Linked DNA regions of Capsicum annuum: region 2 is linked to region 1. Evidence: chromatin contacts called from public Hi-C data. All regions are on one chromosome and are shown on one strand. Each heading gives the region's core, a stretch centred on a gene start, on an enhancer-like site or on the middle of the called end of the contact. The rest is flanking DNA. Distances are from core to core; before and after follow the strand shown. Region 1 has its middle 160 kb from the start of LOC124897986. Region 2 has its middle 130 kb from the start of LOC107869683.

Region 1 (3,932 bases), core at 660-3,159:
TCACTTTCAGCATATTATCCACCACCGACGTTGCTCCTACTATTTCCATATATCCTCATTCCCGATATTGTCTCCTAGTATATCCACACATTTATTTAATCATTTTCATTTTTACTACATCATTTTATAGACGTGTGAGTTCTTGACTGGTCAACACTCTATCTGCTACAACAAAGGCAATCCAATAATTACTCTAAAAAACTTACCTTTATGTCTTATAGGCACCTTCTTATCACATAGGACATCAGATGCTAGTTTTTATTTCATCCATCTCGCTCCAATATAATGTGTATCATCAGGTCAATCTCTCCATTTTCTTAAATTATAGCCCAAATTACTCGAAGCTTCCTCTCTTGGGTATGATTCGTGAATCAATATTCACTTTCATATCTGTCTCATGCATTGCATCACATAACTTGCATTCTATGTACTTTATCTTAGTCCTGCTTAACCTGAAAGATCTAAAATCAAAGATCAATCTCCAAACTTTCAGCCTACCGTTAACTTCACCATGTGTCGTCAATTAATATGATATCATATGCAAATAACATACACCATGAAACCTTCTATTAAATATGCCTTGTTTATTCATCTTTCACCAATGCATATAAGGTGGACTATGAGTTTATCCCTGATGCAACCTTATATTGACTTGAAAGTGTTCAGAGTTTCCTCTCTTATGTCTTGACTCCATTTTATATATCCTTAATCACTCTAATGTATGCCACATGTACATCTTTACATTCCATGCATCTCCATAAATTTTTCTCCATTAGACGATTATTGTTAGTATTTTGTTGAGTCAATATGGTTGGAATTCATAGCAAACCTAGACAATGTGGCATAAAAAAACTCCTAAGGATATATTGGGTGATTTGTACATCTTTGGACTTAAAATATAGCTAAATTCGACATGGAAAAACTCATAACGAAAATGTAGTGTATATTCGGTTATATCACACAAATTTATTCATATATATACACCAATATACTGATATACAAGAAATACATTGATATATGTGGAAGATATACATGAATACACAAGGAATATATAAGGTATATGCATGGTAGATGATGTCGTTTCGAACCTCAAGTTTTTATCTGAATATCAGCTCCAACCTACTTCAAATCATTCTCCAAGAATCTCCAAAATTTATATTTAAACGGATTATTACCCAAATGAATAAATTACAATTGCACCAGATGTAAAAATTCGAACCAAGCATCAATAAAGGAATGGAGGTGGGGTGGGAGGGAGCCCATGAACAATGTGAAAGAGAAGGAAGAAGGAACGATCCTTTGGTTAGGTTCGAACTTGATGGAATAGAGTGAATTATGATTACGATGATGGGAATTGGCTTACACGTGTCTTCTAAGCATTTCTTTACATATTGCGGAAAATATTTTTGGGATCTCATTCACTCGCTTAATTTCAAGCTAGTTTCTTGTTATTTTAGTGGACAGCGCTCGTGATTTGTTGGTAACGTCTATGGGCTATCTTGTGCTAATAATAAAAAGTTTGTGCTATTTTATGTTGTTTACTGAGTATGATTGTTATGAAATGTCAAATTTTTTTTTAACTCATTCAAATTCAATTTATTCGTTGAGTATGATTGTTATGAAATGTCAAATTTTCTTTTAACTCGTTCAAATTCAATTTATTCGTTGAGTATGATTGTTATGAAATGTCAAATTTTCTTTTAACTCATTCAAATTCAATCTATTCGTTCATTTGACGCCCCTACGTTCAGTCAAACATTGTAAATAGTATATGCTGAAATGATTTATCATATCCCTCCAAGATTCTCTGTGTTGGTCTTTTTTCAAATTAAGAAGTTCTCAATGAGGGAAGGAAAAGAAAGGCAATTTCTCTTTATTTAAAAAGATTGGTCCACGGGAGTTGAACAGGTGAGTTAGTTATTATACATAGAAGATAGAAGTGTTAAATTTAAAAAGGAGAAGACTGTCTTGGAATCTAATGTATATATTGCCTGGAAACCACTTCAATCTTTGTAAAGTTTCAAGTATAAAAGTTTATCTTTCACATGAATCCCACTCCAGCCTCTTTAGCAACCTTTTCCTTCCTCTATTATTGATTCACAATCAATTATTGTTTTCGGGAAAAAAGAAATGAAAAATTGACTTTTCCTACCAAAAAGAAAAGGGAAAATTCATTTGGCCACAAAATTTGGCCATAATAATAATAAATTTTATTCACACAGTAAATTAGCTTTCTTTTGAACATTTTTGCCCCTTTCATCTTAAATTTAAAATTCTTTCATTACTTGTTTTATTACTCTTTCCCAATACATTGGAAACTATCCCAATACATGAGAATGGACAATTTAACATAATTTTCATAAATATGATTGCATAGTACTTATTGCTTGAAAAGAATAGTCTAGGATAAAAATAATAATATAAAATTAATTAATTATATTCTCATATATCAAAAATCAGTGTGACCAAAGTAGTATTATAATTATACGTTTTATCATATAAATAATTCTTATTTTTTTAATCTTTAATTTTAAATTTTAAATCTCTTTAGTTTATATAGATAAATAGGAGATATAGATATATATCTTAAAACCTATCAATATTTTGAATAACTTTTAGTTTTTTATTTTTGTTGAAATCTGATTCGTAGTTTAGTATTACATAAAATAAGCAATTATCAAAATTTCCAACACAAAAAGTTAATTATTTTTTTATGAATTCAGTTGTATAATTTTAATTATGCTATAATTTTTCTCATGGTAATTCAAATGATTTTTTTTTCATTTCAAATATTTTCTATCTATTTTTAGAAGTAGAGCAGAAAAAAGTCAACATAACATTTAAAAATTTTGCATAAAAATTTTCTTTTCTCCGTCACTTACTTTTTGCATAAAAAATTTCTTAGTTGGCAAAAAAAATTACCCTATATTAATCTTACACTTAAATTATATATACATGATAAGAAAAATACATAAAGAAAAGAATAAAAAATATTTACGATTTTTAAAATTAAAAGTTTGCATAGTTAAATAATTTTTAATATAATATGACAATATTTTAATAAAAATAATAAAAACTTAAATCACTTTAGACGTGGTAGACATTGACAAGTTATAAAAATCATATAGTTCATAAGCGTGTCGACTTTGATTAACAATAACCTAAGAGAGTCACACATTGATATTGTAGTCTTGCGTCACTATGTTACGCCGATTTGATAACTTAGAAACCATTATTTATATTTTTATTAATATATATGACTTCTAATTAAGGAACTATATTAATTTTTATGTTTATACAAATTTAAACTACATATTTGAATAGTTTTTTTAAAAAATATAGTTTAAAATATTTCAATAGCGATAGTCAAAGCTCAAATTACTTTAGACATGATATCGACACAAAATAAAAATCATATAGTTCAAAAAAAGTCGATATTGGTTAAACATCAATTCAAGAAAGTCACACATTATATTAATGTTATAGTCTTGTGATCCTACGTACTTTAATTATTATATTTGTTAACGGGTGAATTAAAAATATACAATTATTAACTTTTGAATCATTAATTATATTTGTTATTAATATGAACTTTAACTAAGTAATTTTATTTTTATGTTTAAAAAAATTGAACATATATAAATAGTTTTAAAATATAATTAAAAAATATTTCTACAACGATTGTGTATATTAAAAATTCTTTAGACGTGATAGATATTAACACATTATAAAAATTATAGAGTTCATAAATGTTGACCCTCAACCCAAAATAATCACTCATTATAGCTATTAAACTAACCATTGTCATAGTTTCTTAGTACTCTAAATAAAAATTAACTATGTCCACATTTAATTATTTTCACATTTCTTAATACCCTGAAGTAGAAATATTGATTAATTATAATATTTTGTTTGAAATAATTTATTACGGC
Region 2 (4,052 bases), core at 321-2,820, 68 kb before region 1:
TTTTCCACAGTGTGTGTAAAAGTAGTATCTAAAATCTAGTGATCCGCATTTGGATCGTCTCGTCAAGATACTACTGTACAGCTAGAAAGAGACAATATTACTGTCTAATAAGAGGGAAAGGGCGGGAGAAGCAGGCAGCTCTCCGTCAACATGCCTGCTTCTTCTTCAGCTGCTTGCTTCGTGATTTTACTATATCACCTTTAATTAATTATTATAGGTCATTTATGTATTAAAAAATTAATAATATTTAATAAAAAAGTATAATAGACATTTATGACGTGTTTGCTTCAGCTACTTCAATCCTAGCTTCATTAAATATCACTCTTAATTAATTATTCTGTGTCATCTGAGTATTAAAAAATATATATTTGATAGAAAAGGTAAAAAATAATATGAAATGATAAATTAACTATTGATATTTTAAATGAAGTTGACGACTTATATGAGGTCCACTTAAAAATAATTCACAAATATTTTTTATAGTAATTTTGCTATATCACTTTTAATTAGTACTTGATTTTATTATATCATCCCTAATCAATTATAATAAGTTATTTACATATTAAAAATTAATAATATTTAATAAAAAAATAAAATAGGTATTTATGACATTTCTACTTCAACTGCTTCAATTGTCTCCGTCAATATGTCTGCTTCTTCTACTTATTTCATAAGCCGCTTCACCCATAATTTGACTATATCACGCATAGTCAATTATTATAAGTCATCTACATAATAAAAAATTAATATTAAAAAATTATTACAAAGTCATCTAAGTATTAAAAAATTAATAATATTTAATATTAAATTTACTTGACGTTTTATATGAAGCCCATTTAATTTTTTTCCCGCAAGTATTTTTGTATAGTAATTTTGTTATATCACTTCTAATTAGACATGTCTGCTTCGCTGTTTCAATCGTGATTTTACTATGTCACTCCTAATTAATGATTATGACCATTTACGTATTTTGTCAATTAATAATATTTGATAAAAAAAGGTAAAATAGATATAAAATGATAAATTAACTCTTCATGTTTTAAATTAACTTGACGTCTTATACAAGGTCCACTTCAAAAAAAAATTCACAAGTATTTTTTATTGTAATTTTGTTACATTACTTCTAATTAGTTTTTGTGAGTCATTAAGACATGTCTGTTTCGCTGCTTCAATCATAACTTTACTATATCACCCATAATTAATTATTATGTTCATCTAAAAATTATGACACTTAAATTGGAATAGAAGAAAAAAATACTAGACATCACAATAATTTAAAACTTAAATTATTTTTAAAAATGTAATTGACTATCAGTGCTACAAAAATTTGGACAACGAAAACAATATATATTATTTGAAAATTACATAAAACATATTATAACTTACAATAGTTAATAACTTAAAATATCTAAAAAGATAATATATTATATATTTTAAAACAATACTATAAATCACAATAATTAAAATAAATTTTTAAAAAGTATTTATTGGGCCCGTGCAAGTAACTAGTATAGAATATATAGAGATAGAGGAGCTGATGGTGATCACAATTATTCCATACGCTATAGCATTTTCGCCTTCCTTTCCTCCTCTTCATATCCACAACATCCATAAGGAGTGACGAAACCACTACTTTGTCCTCATGTATAATTAAATTGAAATGTTATATGCACCCTTAATTTATCCTTACAGTTTTTTTATTGGCATTAGAGGTGTGAGTGGATTTAATTAAATTTTAAATAAATTAAAAATAAATTTAGTTAATAAATAAGTGAATTATTGATCCATTCAAAAGTTACTTAGATTAAAATAAGTTAAAATGCAAATAAAGAAGAATATTGACAGAAAAAGAGTCAAGATGGTCAAACTAAAAAAGACGACTACGGTAGTAAACAATCTCAAAGATAACGGTAGATTGTAATCTGATATTGGTAAGGAGAAGAGAGACAAATAATGTGCTCTACCCTAAACCATGCTCTTCTCGGAAAAGGGATAAAATAATCGACCAATTATTAATCTTTTATTTTAATTTTTGATTTTCATGTGCTTTCTTATTTAGGGTCATATGTTTTCAATGAGCCGGAGATGTTTCACTTCCACACCTTATCTAATTACCTCTCCCTAATTTTTCATGGAGATGTTTCACTTCCACACCTTATCTAATTACCTCTCCCTAATTTTTCATGGCTCTACCAGCTCTACCTCTCTATTGATCTATTACTGCCAACCTCTCCACATCTCTTTACTGAAGCTAGGGGTGTTCAAGGTCCGATTTAACTCGATTTTGGTTAAAACCAAATCAAAACAACAAAATGCTTTTTTCTATATTCAAACCAAACCAAATAATTATAATATAAATTCGATCGATCTCGATTTTGTCAGTCCTATCAGTTTGGTTTTTGCGGGTTTTAAGAATATATTTTTAGCAAAGCAATATGCATGCAGAAGATAGTGGAGACTTCAAGACAACAATATTCAATTGGAAAATTGAAACGCACATCACGAGAACTTCACGCAATTCATGCTGTAGAGGGACTCACAAAGCAACGAATATATAGGATATAGTATAAATTCGATCGATCTCGATTTTGTCAGTCCTATCAGTTTGGTTTTTGCGGGTTTTAAGAATGTATTTTTAGCAAAGCAATATGCATGCAGAAGATAGTGGAGACTTCAAGACAACAATATTCAATTGGAAAATTGAAACGCACATCACGAGAACTTCACGCAATTCATGCTGTAGAGGGACTCACAAAGCAACGAATATATAGGATATAGTACTCAACCGTTCATTAAGCTGCTAAGGCACCTATAATTCCACAAAATAGCAGCTCGCTAGTTTTAATAAGACAATTTTTGTACCTTAAACTTAAATGGATTAGGGAGACCAGATGGACCAACTTTTTATTTTAATTATTTGAATAATTGTTGGACTTGAAATGAACAAAATTATGAAGAAAGAGATAAAATTTAATTATTGACTGATAAATATTAATTTTAAATATGTTCTTATTTTCAGTTTGGCTCGGTTTGGTTTCGATCTTTTTCAAATCAATACCAAACAAAAGCAAATGTTATCAGTTTTTAAAACTTTAAAATCAAATCAAGTTAGTTTTCAGTATATTAAGTTGGTTTGACTCGATTTATCAGTTCAGTGTTGGATTCGAAATCGAGAGGGCGTCATGCAAAAGCTAATAGTTTACAAACCATAGAGACGATAATTTAGACGATGAAAAAAATATACTAAAAAATATATTATTAATATGATTTGATCAAGCAACCTACATATTAAAAACTAGTATTAAAAAAGACATAAATCTATAGGAAGAAATCTCCCCCTAAACAAGACACTTTAAAGACTATACCGTGGATGTTATTCTGTTGTTGGTATTAGAAGCGAATTCAATTTATAAAGTTACAAAATGTTTCCTTTAAGAAAGAGGTTATCCAATTATGGAAGAGAATTATATTTTTCTTCTGGGAAAAGTAAAAAATAAAATATGGTAATACTTTTACTTTCCTTCAATGGAAACTAAATATTCAAATTAGATAAGAAAATATGGACAAAACCCCTGACAAATCTCCTCTTTTTGGCTTGATTTTCTTGACAAATTGATCTTCATCTTCTTCTTCACATAAGCTTTACCACTGCTGCTTACCATGGTTAAAAATAAAATTTAAAATATTATAGATTAAAAATCATTTAGAAATATTATATTTTTATTTTAAAGATGCAGCACCATGAATGTTTAAAATATGCATGAAACTTCTTCTCCATGTAATTAAATAAAAATCTTCATTATCATCAAATTGATTGTATCTCGATTTGAAACCGCTTTGAACCTGTATTTAATCTCATTTCATCAAATCATTGGACCATTGAACAATAGGCTCTGATACCACTTGTTGGGTTTGAAATCAAGAGAGCGTCATGTGGAAGCTAATAGTTTGAAAACCTTATGTACTGGTTCATACCAATACATTTTGCATCTTGAGTGATAGATTATTGCATGTTTTTTCTAGCAACCATTAGTGTTTTTAATAAGTTTCAT

The links. A called contact is a pair of places that touch in the nucleus more often than the background predicts.
Region 2: a Hi-C map of leaf shows a contact between it and region 1, with 2.4 times the contacts expected there. The contact joins two enhancer-like sites. A contact is called at or near these places in 2 of 5 Hi-C or Micro-C datasets (leaf and placenta).

What each region holds. Positions count from the first base shown.
Region 1 is chr4:132,464,673-132,468,604 of UCD10Xv1.1, reverse strand. No RefSeq gene overlaps it. Among protein-coding and RNA genes, the nearest start is that of LOC124897986, 160 kb to the right of the region's middle. Within about 2 kb of position 1,909, at least 3 of the 5 cell types and tissues checked have an H3K27ac peak or open chromatin away from gene starts, as enhancers often do.
Region 2 is chr4:132,531,984-132,536,035 of UCD10Xv1.1, reverse strand. No RefSeq gene overlaps it. Among protein-coding and RNA genes, the nearest start is that of LOC107869683, 130 kb to the left of the region's middle. Within about 2 kb of position 1,570, at least 1 of the 5 cell types and tissues checked has an H3K27ac peak or open chromatin away from gene starts, as enhancers often do.